Linked DNA regions of Mus musculus: regions 1 and 3 are each linked to region 2. Evidence: chromatin contacts called from public ChIA-PET and HiChIP or PLAC-seq data. All regions are on one chromosome and are shown on one strand. Each heading gives the region's core, a stretch centred on a gene start, on an enhancer-like site or on the middle of the called end of the contact. The rest is flanking DNA. Distances are from core to core; before and after follow the strand shown.

What was found. ChIA-PET counts read pairs in DNA pulled down with a chosen protein or histone mark. HiChIP or PLAC-seq counts read pairs in DNA pulled down with a chosen protein or histone mark.
Region 1: an RNA polymerase II ChIA-PET map of memory CD8 T cells shows a contact between it and region 2, with 8 read pairs. The contact joins two enhancer-like sites. A contact is called at or near these places in 1 of 484 Hi-C or Micro-C datasets (bone marrow-derived macrophages), 2 of 115 datasets of contacts at active chromatin or transcription factors (memory CD8 T cells and pancreatic cancer cells) and 3 of 9 other capture datasets (embryonic stem cells, liver and macrophages).
Region 3: a contact with region 2 is called in an H3K27ac HiChIP or PLAC-seq map of epiblast stem cells, with 4 times the contacts expected there. The contact joins two enhancer-like sites. A contact is called at or near these places in 2 of 484 Hi-C or Micro-C datasets (bone marrow-derived macrophages and liver), 3 of 115 datasets of contacts at active chromatin or transcription factors (embryonic stem cells, epiblast stem cells and memory CD8 T cells) and 2 of 9 other capture datasets (embryonic stem cells and macrophages).

The regions. Positions count from the first base shown.
Region 1 is chr11:21,138,564-21,142,313 of GRCm38.p6, reverse strand. Peli1 (pellino 1) reads right to left here. Exons shown (of 7, transcript NM_023324.2): 3 at 1,621-1,750. Among named protein-coding and RNA genes, the nearest start is that of Peli1, 49 kb to the right of the region's middle. Within about 2 kb of position 2,178, at least 18 of the 459 cell types and tissues checked have an H3K27ac peak or open chromatin away from gene starts, as enhancers often do. A contact at or near this core is called in memory CD8 T cells, where this site is marked.
Region 2 is chr11:20,955,494-20,959,490 of GRCm38.p6, reverse strand. All of the region lies in intron 6 of Gm32293 (a long non-coding RNA gene), which reads right to left. Among named protein-coding and RNA genes, the nearest start is that of Gm46273, 40 kb to the right of the region's middle. Within about 2 kb of position 1,335, at least 72 of the 459 cell types and tissues checked have an H3K27ac peak or open chromatin away from gene starts, as enhancers often do. A contact at or near this core is called in epiblast stem cells and memory CD8 T cells, where this site is marked.
Region 3 is chr11:21,163,170-21,167,275 of GRCm38.p6, reverse strand. No RefSeq gene overlaps it. Among named protein-coding and RNA genes, the nearest start is that of Vps54, 74 kb to the left of the region's middle. Within about 2 kb of position 2,770, at least 55 of the 459 cell types and tissues checked have an H3K27ac peak or open chromatin away from gene starts, as enhancers often do. A contact at or near this core is called in epiblast stem cells and memory CD8 T cells, where this site is marked.

The sequences.
Region 1 (3,750 bases), core at 929-3,428, 180 kb before region 2:
AAGCACTTTAAATTCTAAGGGAATTAATATCAAATACCACATGGAAACTAAAACCAACATCCATCTCTGATAAGGAAAAAATTCAAAATCTTGCAAGAAAAAAATTTTTTTAAAGTGACATAAAAATTTATATATACAGTTAAGCTAGAATTATGAGTTCATTTTTCTAATCCTACAGATGACAAGTTTTATCATATTCCAGATCAGATACAGAAAAATCTACAGGATGATTAAACATTACAAGAAGAAATAGATGTATTTCTGATGGCCATATTTTTGACTTATCCTAAGCTGAACTGCTCTCCTAAAAGAAGTGCTCAGCTTCGTTTTCATATGTTAATGAGTTGAAGATAATATCAGAAGGGGAAAACCTAGTTATTGCACAAAGAAGGTTTTATAAGAGGAAAACAGATAAAAAGATACAAGAGTAACTACACATAGTAAAAAGGGGAAATGTTTGTTTTTGCTTTTTAGGTAATCTGTAAAATAGGTAAGGCCTTTTGAAATTCTAATATTAAAAAATTATTTTTCAGCCGGACATGGTGGCGCATTCGCTGCATACACATACATGCATGTGCACACACAAAATGAGAAAGTATTTTAGAGGTAGATTATAAACATCTCCTTGCCAGTGGTCCTCAACCAGAGACCAGATTAAACACCTAAGAGGCATTTGAAAATACTTAAATGCGTTTGACTGTAACAATAATGGCAGTGATTAAATGACTTTTAGTACACGGGACCCAAGAATTTCAGTATCTTGTAATGCATGGGACAGTTCTGCACAATGAAGATGTGGTACATTCCAGATGCGCAAATACTACAGAGCAGCCCAGACTGAGCTGCAGCGTCTACTGAACACACGCCTTCTCTACAAAGGAACAGGAGGAAACAGGTTAGAAGACCAGCCCTTCTACAGACTCTTCGGCTCTCAAACAGTAATCAACGAGCAGCCAAATCAAGGCTTGATATCTAACTTTGATATAAAACAAGGCTGAAATCTAATCAACTTCAATTTACCAGTTCTAATGCAGCTCATTTATTTAACCTAACAAGGACCTAACATAGATGATGTAATGCTTATGTACAACTTCTAGAAGTCAAGGAACTCTGTAATTGTTCTTATCTGGACCCCACATTACTGAATTAATTCAGTCTGTGCTATAAACTGGAAAGAGAAATTCCAAGGCAAAATGAGGACTGAAAACTTCCTCTACTTTTACACTGACTACTTTTAAACTTACGGTTACATTTCCTCACCTGGCCTCTAAAACTTGGTGAGGAAATGAAGTGGGCTGGGAGGGCTGACAAGGCCTCGAGGGTGAGAAGTTACACTGTGGGCACTGCTGAAAATGTGCTCCCATTGCACATGGAGGTGGGGCAAAACATAAGCATGTCATATGCCAAGAAGAAAATAAACCCAGAGAACTCAGACAGCCTTAGAGAATCAAGATATTTTCTTTTGATTTCTACCTGCCTCTGGTCTGTCATTTTTAATGCGGAATTCCATATGGCAGCTTTTCAAATACCATCAATTCAAAACAGAAATGTGAAGCACTGCAGACCACACATAAAAATATTTCAACTTTCCAAGTTAACTTCTTTACAACTTTATCTTACCTTGGCAGCCTGAGGAGTACATGCAATGTGCACGGTGCTAGGCTTCACCCCATTTGCCTTAGGTCTTTTAAACAAAGCAAACCTACTTTTCCTCCTTCCTCTATCACCGTTTGGGAGAGATCCATTATATCTGATAAGAAAGGAAAAAAAAAGTTTAGCTGGTCTCTTGTAAGGATCACACTACTATGAAGCAAAGTTATTGTTTGCCTCCACGTACATTCAATCCTTGATGACCGCAGATTCCTTCTAGCAACTGCTCATCTCCAGAACAGCTGCATGGGTCTGAATCAAAATGAGGATCTGTCTGGCTATGTTTTGAACCACATAGAAGTATTGTACACAGCTTTAAGTTATCTATATAAGCAAGAACTGAGTAACAGAAATATTGTGATATATTTTAAGGTATATTTTTTTGCAGCAGTAATTGAAACAGATTCTCCTTTAATTGTGAACCCAACACCATAATGCTCAACTTCTGAAACAAGCAGTGTCTGGCCTTGTAAAGTCCTAACTACCTGAATAGAGCACTGGTGTGTTGTCAGCTCCTATCCAACTGAGTTTTATTCCAACTATGTTACATCTACATCTGCTGCTTCACTCTTCCAATCATTTCTCTAGAGCACATGTTAATCTCATGGCAAGCAAGTAAGACATATAAAACAAGTGCGGAAAAGTGAAAACAAACTTAAACATCTGGGCATGTATCACACACCCAGGAAGCACTGAACTCTACGTCAATTAACCCTACACTCAAAAGCAAAAACAAACAAAACCTGCTAGGTTAAACAGGCATACAGCAATTAGTTTTCTCAAGTCCCAGAATGACACTGGCAAACCAGAATATGAATCCATGTATGACTGCTACATATGACATAAGCTGAGTCACCTGGGAGGAGGGTGTCTCAGGGAAGAACTGCCTCCATCAGACTGACTGTGTAGAGGCATTTGAGGGAAATGGAGTATAGTCTGTTGTGGGTGTTCAGAAGACAGTATGAGCGGCATTAATTATTGATTATTGATACAGCAGGGTCCAGCCCAGTACAGGTGGTACTACCCATGGGCAAGTGGTCCTAGGTTATGTAAGAAAGCAAGCTGAGCAAGCCAGTAAGTAGCATTCCTCCACAGTCTCTGCTACAGTTCCTGCTTTGAGCTCCTTCCCTGGCTTCCTGTGATAATGGACTATAAAGTATAAGTGGAACAAACCCTTTCTGCCACAAGTCAGTTTGGCCAGTATATGACTACAGCAATAGAAAATTAAGTAGAACACCATGTCCTTGGGGCTGTATGTGTGCCATTCCTACTGCTCCCTTGAGACGTAAGCAGCAATTCAACAATAATACTCCTTGTTCACTGTTTCTTCACCCTAATGAAAATCTTTACCCTCTCAAATATAGCTGCTCTATCTGAGCAGAAATGAAGTAGAAAATAGGGAAGGATTTGAGGATGATGGAGGTGATTACAAAATGGCCTGAAATAGTAATTAACAAGGAAAAAGAATCATATTTCAAAGCTGAGGAGTTCATTCAGTGACTGCCATATGTAAAAATTACATAAATTTGAGCAATGCTTACCATGCGCCAGGCTGAGTCTGGTCCTCAGCACCGTAAATGCAGGGAGAGATGGAGGGAGACAGCGAGGATGAACTATGTGCTCAGATAGAGTCTTGCTATCAGGTTCTGTAAGGGGGGGCTCTCCTGGCTAAGACACTGTTTTAGCTCATACATTGTCACCAGACCTACTGTAGGTTCGTTACTGCCCTCACATTGTCTTCTGAAGGGCCTCAACTAATTCCTCTTCCGAATGCCTCTCGACCACCTTGTCCAGTTCACTTCTAGAATCATATTTGTATTTTAAGCTACCAAGAAAATACAAAGGTGATTACTACTGCTAACGCTTAGCTGATTATTATTATTGTTATTATTATTATTTTTTTGTTTTGTTTTGTTTTCCGAGACAGGGTTTCTCTGTGTAGCCCTGGCTGGCCTGGAACTCAGAAATCCACCTGCGTCTGCCTCCCAACTGCTGGGATTAAAGGCGTGCGGCACCATGCCCGGCAGCTGATAAATTTCTAAATTTAAGACAGCTTAAATTGTATTTTAAATTTTAAATCACCCTTTTTAATAGTTCACA
Region 2 (3,997 bases), core at 86-2,585:
AGATGCATTTATGTTGCCTTCCTAGTGGTCTGTGAACCTACAAAAGCCATTGCTTCATTTATCTGTGTCCTCCCCATTTATAAGTAGATGTTCAGTTAATGCCCAGGAGCTGAAGACACCTGAAGGAAGCAGAACTAGACCCTTATCAGGAACATTTGGAATTCTTTGTAATGTGCTGATGGCTTTGGTCAGATATAGATATTATGTTTGGGGTCCTACTCCAAAGACACTCCACCTCAGAAAGGTGCCACTTAGCCAAGAGAATTTCATCTTTTACTAATTGGAATAAGACAGGAAAACAATGTGGGCAGATGAATGTTAATAATAGGTCAAACTGGAGGAAATGCCAAGGGGATGGGTAATGAATACCCTGTGTCACTCATGAGAGTCAAACCTGCCAGACATGGCACTCATCGGTATTGCAACGCTTGCCTCCGCCTGTGCACACAAGGCCATGTTGGTCTCTTCCTTCTCTCTGCCCAGGTTGCCACCCTGTCCCTGCATCCACACCTCCTCCCACCCTCCAACAGAGCTGTGTTTTCCTTTGTTAGCTCCTCCCACATGAGTTTCAGATAAATTCTAGTCCCTTTGGGAGCATCCACATGACCTAGGTTTTCCTCTATGTACACTTCTGAATTCTGATAAAACTCTAAGAGAGCAACAAACCTGAACAAAAGGAGAAAGAGCAAAACATATTCCAGGAGCCGTTCACACTGACCCACTCCATCTTGTAACAAAACCAAAAGTCCTATGGCAGCAGGGGCAGGCGGAGGGGCAGCAGAGGGGCAGGGGGGAAGGGCAGGGACAGGGACAGGGGCAGGGGCAGGGACGGGGGAGGGGCAGGGGCAGAGTGACTGGGGCTGCTCACTCATAGTGGAATCTCTTGGCAGTGGTATTAGTCTGAAGGAAGCTGGGGCAAGAAGTTAGGCGTTAATTCTGCTAACTCCCCATGTGAACATCTGATCTCTTAGCAACTTTGGCCTTAGTGGGCTGGCTTTGGGCTTTCACCTTTTCTTCCTGTCACCAGCTGTGTAACCAGAAACTGGTTTTGCCTTGGCTAATGTAAACAAAGGCTTAAAACCGGAGCATTTTGAAGAGGGGAAGGAAATGAAGCTTCCTGAAGTTCGAGGCTGCTCACCCAGAGGAAACGGGAATTAAATAAAGTGAAAGGTATTTCTCAGAGAAGCTGCTGTGTCCTTGTCGCCTCAGGCTGGGCCTGCAGAGACTAAAAAGAACTAGGTACATTCTCCCAGGGGCTCCTCTAGCAGAGCTCAGGCACTTATCTAGGCTATGTGGAAGGTCACTGAACCTCCAGAACCACCGTTTGCCTTAATCCCCACTTCTGAAAGCCCGCCCAGGCTAAGCATGGGCTGAAATGTCTGCTACTCCAGGGTAGCCGCCCAAGTACACTCTAGGTCTTCAGTAGACTGGCTTTAGGTGTGTGCCCCAGGGAAATTCTGACTTCATCCCTGGCCCTGCCCTTAGCTCTCTCAGGTTTCTAGGAAGCAGTCCCCTTGGCTGGCTGTGAGATCTCTACAGCAGGCAACATGGTGCTAAGACTTCTTTAATGACCTTACAAATGCAGCCCAGACCTACCTCCTTTCACCTGCTCCCTGTCAGGGGCCATGCCAAGTTCACTGGCTCCCTGAGCCTGTGCTAAGAATAGTTCTGAGGTGAGCCCAAGAGTACTTGCTCATTCTGACCTGGAATACTATATCATCTTCCTAAGAAGTATATTTACTTCTTCTGGGTTTTTTTTTTTTTTCCTAGTAAAGATTAATTTGCCAAAATCATTCTTTGATAGCACACATATATGAACACACACACACACACACACACACATATCCCCTATTCCATTTTAATAAGTCATGTGTATCCTTCCCTATCTATCTATCTATCTATCTATCCATCCATTTATCTATTATGTTTCTTCATATAAACACATATAATCATATAAGTATGCATGGCTATATTCACATGTTTGTATATGTAAGTTGCTCTTCTCTTGCTCTTTTCTCTGCAACATTAACCTCTCTGTCCTCTTCCGTTAGCCTTCTTTCTTCTTATGTGGGCTCTTGAGGGCAGTTGAAGGGATCTATACTTGTGAGGTTTAGATCCTAAACAGTGACCTCTGACCTCACAAAGCTCTCAGCTCAGCAGCCATTTCACCAGCCCCTTGGTCAGCAGCCTTTCCACTTCCCAGGGGACTTGCTGCCATCCTCTAACCCTGTGCCCTGTCCATCCCTACCTAGGGCCACCTTTCATTTGACTGGCTGGGGGACAGCTTTGACCTCAGTCAGCAGGTATAACACCGCAGCGCAGGCTGGGCAGCCTAACTGCCGGGGACTGACTTCACACAGCACTCCAGATCTGAAAATTCATTCCTAATGTGGCTTTCTCACAGCTACCTTAACACCTTGTCCTCAAACAACAGAGTGGAGAGGGCTCTGGTCTCTTCCTCTTCCGGAAAGAGCATACATCTCATCATGGGGTCACATCCTATGACTATAAAATCTAATGAACTCCCCAAGGCTCCACCTCTAGAAACTACTGTATTGTGGATCAAGACATTGACATGTAAACTTGGGGAAACAGAAATGTCCACACAGCTCCTGCTTCAAACTCCTCCACCATCCATCAGGACTGCAGGGTCCTTGGTGGACACAGTAGCCTTCCACACCTCTCCTCCCTTCTAACTAACTCCAGCCATCTGTCCTGCCCGAGCCTCTGCTGGCACCCTTAATCCTATAACGCTTGGTGCTGCTTTCTTTACCAGCCTTTCTGACTCTGTCTACTTGAGCTGTTCCCAGCTTACCTGTCAGTGTCAGTGTACAGGACTCTCAGGGACCGAGCAGTTGCTTATGTTGTCATCTGCCACCACCTGCAGATAAAAAGGTCTGCCTGCCATGCTAGCTCTCTGTCTGTCTGTCTGTCTCTTTGACTCTGTCTGTGTCTCTGTGTCTGTCTCTGTCTTTCTCTGTCTGTCTCTCTCTCCCCTGCTTCCTTCTCTCTCTCCCTGAACCCTACCCCGCCTATTCTCTCTGCCCTCATGGCTCTCTAGCTGCTCTCTGTCTCCGTCTCCGTCTCTGTCCCTGTCCCTCTCCATTCCTTCTCTCTCTCCCTGAATCCTACCCCTGCCCATTCTCTCTGCCTTCACGGATCCCTGTCTGTCTGCCTCTATCCCTCCCCTCAGGTCCTCACCCCCCACCCCTCCAGTACCACCCTTTTGCACCAGATCTATTGCATAATGTAATTTCTCAGGGCTATTCCTTGTCATGGGCTGTCCAAAGATGCCCCCTCATTGCATTATATTTATTAATAGCTGGGCTCCAGTCTGTTCCTCCACAGCTCTGCTGGCCTATCTTGCCTGCCTGTCCTGCTGTCTTTTCAGCCCTTTTACTTGCCTTGGTTTTCTGAATACTAGTCTTCTCTGTGCTCCCCTTCCTCCTATGCTTAGCCGTTAACCTTTACTCTAAAACTGAGCCTGCTCCCACACCAAAGACTGACCACAAGCACCAAGACACCTTCCGATCCATTCAGGACCGGGAGAGGGGGCGGGTAGGCATGTGCAGTAGACGTGGGCATTGTTACATAGGGAGAAAGAAAAAGGATGGAATAGTCTTGCCAACAAGGCAAACAGGGAGAACAGTCACATTCCACAAATGCTGCCCGCACCAGTTACCTCCAGTCCGTGTCCTCTAGCGCTAGCTAAGAATGTGAAAAATGTACCGTTTCCTGTTTGAATAAGGTGGTGGTATAAGAATGCAAGCACTGTCACGAAAAGGGCACCTGCATTACTGCTCAGCACCAGCTAAACTACATCTGGGACCTACATCAATGTCCTTGCTCCTAAGATCTGACCTTTCTTCAAGTCCTAGATTCCAAAAAGTGGAAGGGAAGGGAGGGGAGGGGAAGGGAGAGGCCTAACCCTTAACTCTTTTGGAAGATGAAGACTCCCCTTGGGTGACAGGGTTGCCCTGGGAATCTCTAAAAAGGG
Region 3 (4,106 bases), core at 1,521-4,020, 210 kb before region 2:
TTCGTTCCTCACCATGATGACAATGGACTAAGCCTCTCAAACTTTAAGCCAGCCCCTAATTAAATGCATTTTTTTAAAATAAAAATTGCCTTGGAAATGGTGTATCTTCACAGCAATAGAACAGTCACCAAGATACCTGTCTCTCCTTGATACATGCCTGCAACCTCAGGACTTAAAAGACAGAGGCAAGAAGGTTTTGAGTTTGTTCTAGGTTGCTTCCTGTTGCTGTGATAAAATGGTGAACAACAGTAACTTGTGGAGGAAAGGTCTTATGTGCCTTGCAGGTTATGGTCCATCATAGAAAGAAGCCAGGACAGGAAGTGAAGCAGAAACCACAGCAACAATGTTTACTATCTGGCTTCCCCTGGTTTTCCCAGCTATCTTTCTTATACAGGTGGCCCGCCCACATCAATTAACAATCAAGAAAATACCCTGAAAGACATGCCCACAAGCCAATCTCATAGAGGCAATTTTTTGGACAAGGTTTCCTTTTCCCAAGTATATCTGATGTGTTTATAAAAAGATAAAGAGAGAGGGGATATGTTCTATGGAGGTGTGGTGAGATATGGGGGAAGGCGGTGCCTCTGTGGGCCCATGCTGAGGCCTCCCTTCCCCCTGAGGGACCAGCCACATGATGGTGTAGTACAGAATAGACTTCATTAAGGGCAGGAGGAGGGGAATTAAGAGGTAGTAGAGGCAGAGAAAGCAGAGAGAAAGAGAGAGAGAGAGAGGGAGAGAGAGAGAGAGAGAGAGAGAGAAAGAGAGAGAGGGAGAGAGAGAGAGAGAGAGAGAGAGAGAGAGAGAGAGAAAAGAAGAAGAAGGAGAAGGAGAAGAAGGAGAAGAAGGAGGAGGAGGAGGAGGAGGAGGAGCGGGCACATGGAGAGGGGAGGGGAAGGGATAAGAGAACAGAGCAAGAGTGCGAGAGGAACAAGAGCAAGAGAGTGAGGAAGGGACAAGCAGCCCCTTTTATAGTGGGTCAGACCTACCTGACTATTACCAGGTAACTGTGGGGCAGAGCTTAGACAAAATGCTAACAATGCCAAGTTGATAACTGCCTGGTTAGAGTTTCTATTGCTTCAATAAAACATCATGGCAAATTGGGGAGGAAAGAGTTTATTCAGCTTATGCTTCCATATCATAGTTCAGAAGTGGAGGAAGTCAGGACAGGAACTCAAGTAGGACTGGAGTGATGTAGAGACCATGGAGGGATGCTGTTTACTGGCTTGCTCAGTCTGCTTTCTTATAGAACTCAGGGCCACCAGCCTAGCACCACCTACAATGAACTGGGCCCTCCATCACTGATCACTCATTGAGAAAATGCCTTACAGCTGGATCTCATGTAGGCATTTCCTCAACAGAGTCTCCTTTCTCTCTGATGATTTTAGTTTGTGTCAAGTTGACACACAAAACCAGCCAGGTCAACAATGGAGATTAGCCATCACAGATCCTCTTTCAAAGTACATAAACGAACTGATACAGTCCTTGTAGTTTTGTCATCATTTGGGACTTTCTGGTGTCATTTGAAATGTTAACATATCAAGGAAAGCTCAGACTTGAAAACTCAAGAAATCACCAGTGATTGTCATGAGATACTTAAAAATCACTACAAATGCCTGAGTTCACTTCTTGCCATGTCAGCTTTGCTCAAAATGAAAGAAATGAAAGAATATGGTTCAGCAATTAGAGAACCTTAAAACAGTGGGTGGTCTACTGCAAAGCACATAGGAACCATTCAGACTTTACTCCTGCAAAGACAGCTGATCACCGTGATGACCAATGTCTACTTGATCTGACCTGGTTATCTTAAGATGCTGCCTTATAGACAACTAGTTGTCACCCAGCCAAGTTCCTTGCCCAGAGAGCACACTATCCCCACAATTGCTTCACGCAGAGATTAGCATGTCTGAACAGAGAAATAAAATGCTAGCCATTAGTCTTATGAGTGTGTGTGTGTGTGTGTTTCAAAAAAAACATTGTTTTTGGGTAGGGATAGAACTCGGAGGTGAAGTTTTGGCATACACAAGGCCCTGGCTTCAATTCCCAGCACAATAAAGTAATCTTTATCTGTTTCCCTTTTCCTCTGCTTGAAATTAGTTCCAGTCCAGAGTACGTACTGCTGTCCACTGTGTGCCAGGCTAGGAATATGGTGGCAAAAGGCCAAGCAGAGGCTCTCAGAAGGTTGCTTCCCATGAAGGGAAGTAAGAGCTGACAAAGGCATAAACCAATAAAGCAATGCAGTTACAGTAACTAAGGGCTGTAGGGGAGGTGACCTGGGACAATGGCAGACATCTGAGGAAACATGCAAAGAGCTTGTCATAGAAATGAGTGCCATGGTTGACAGGAAGACTGCAGTATGGCTGCAGCAGAGTAAGGCGGGCAGGCTTGGAGGGTGACAGGGAGATGAGGAAATGAGGCAGAGTCACATCAAAGGAAGATGCAGGATGCAAAGTAGGGAAACTGCAGAGTGCCAGACAGACACTTTGTATATTGTAGGCTACTTTGTATATTGTAGGTCAGACAGGGAAGTAGGAGGTACTGGGTCAGAGATCCAGGTGATAGATAGGTAGAGTGCCTAGGGTTGTCGTGGCAAGGTTAATGTGGGCCCACAGTGGCTTTGTGAAATTAGAAAGGGCCCTTTAGCAACACTGACAGCTGATAGGTGGGATGTGGAGCCAAGAGCAACGGAGCATGACTCGTTTGAACCAGAGTAGATGGGTAGAGAGAGATGGATGGTGGCAACATTCTGATCAGGCTCACGTGGAGTCCACTGACGTTTGCACTCAAGGTGGATGTGACTGTACCTGACACCTAAGCAGCAGTTGTGGTATTGATGCTGGCTTCCCTTCTGCTGGCTCTGGGGATGTGCTGATACACAGAGATAATATGTGTGACATAGTAGGCCAATGTATTTGCCTTCCCATAAGCTCCTGTCCCCATGGTTCGCTAACTCCGTGAGTACAGAGAAAGCCAGCCAAGTGATGAGTCTTTTATTTCAGGGGAAGACAAAAGCTTGAAATCAAGTGATTTCGATCAACAAAAAACAGCCTGTTGAAACAAAATATACTCTTATGTCCCAGCAAGGCTGAACCTGAAGGATTTCCCCTGATCATAGGTAGAGCCACGCCAAACACAAGAAGCAACGATGCCTGTACCAATTCCCCATGGCGGGAAAGAGGCATAAATGTTTGAGTAACAGGCAGGGAGTTGGAAGATTAAAAGTGAACACAGAATTAACCCAGATTTGGGGGTGGAGGCTTGATACTGTTGTAACCCCTGAATTACTGATACTAGAGAGACTTCAGTGTTGTACAGACAGTACAGTTTGCCTCTGCGTTCCCTGCCAGAGGCTCCCCCTCTCCCCCGCCCAGGCAAGCAGGATTTGCAGACAGCTGGTTTCTGTGCTGCATCCTCCTGCAGCAGCCTGGGGCTCCCTCCCCCTCCTAGCGTTAGAATGGCACGACCCATAATGAGGACATTCTGAGACCTTCTCCCCGCCTCTGTGTCTCCAAAAACCAACACTCCTGCTGATAAGAACTCCAGGTGCCTGTCCTAGACCTTAGAGAAATAACAAGCTCAAGGGAGACCATGGCAAAAAAGCTAAACAGAGGTCAGATCACAGTTATGACTGGCCATAAAAAAAAAGTCCTTGAACAGACACCCATTAACCCCCCACCCCTGCTTCCGTACTATTCCACCCTCTACTCCCCTTTTCTGTGAATAGTCACACTATTCCTAACTATACTGTATATAAACCCAATGTTTTCTGGACTCAGGTTCGCTTGCCAGCATTCATGCGGTGAGTGCGGGGAGGTGAACAGAGATTGAACTTGAAACAGCCAGTTGCAGCGGACTTTGCAATTCTTGGGCTTATCTGGGTTTCAGGTGGACTCAGGGCACAACAATATGAGGAGGTGTCAACCCTCTCTCCCCGATCCCCACCCTCCAGTAGTAGGCAATTATGGATCAATGAAACTCTGAGAATTATCAAGCAAAGCTTTGTACCATGTTTCCAGATCCTGGGGCCCATGCTTGCTCTGAGGTCCAGAGGGTTAACGATGGAGTCAGACAGGATACACGGGAGGAAAGTATGCAAGGCTCATCTTCTA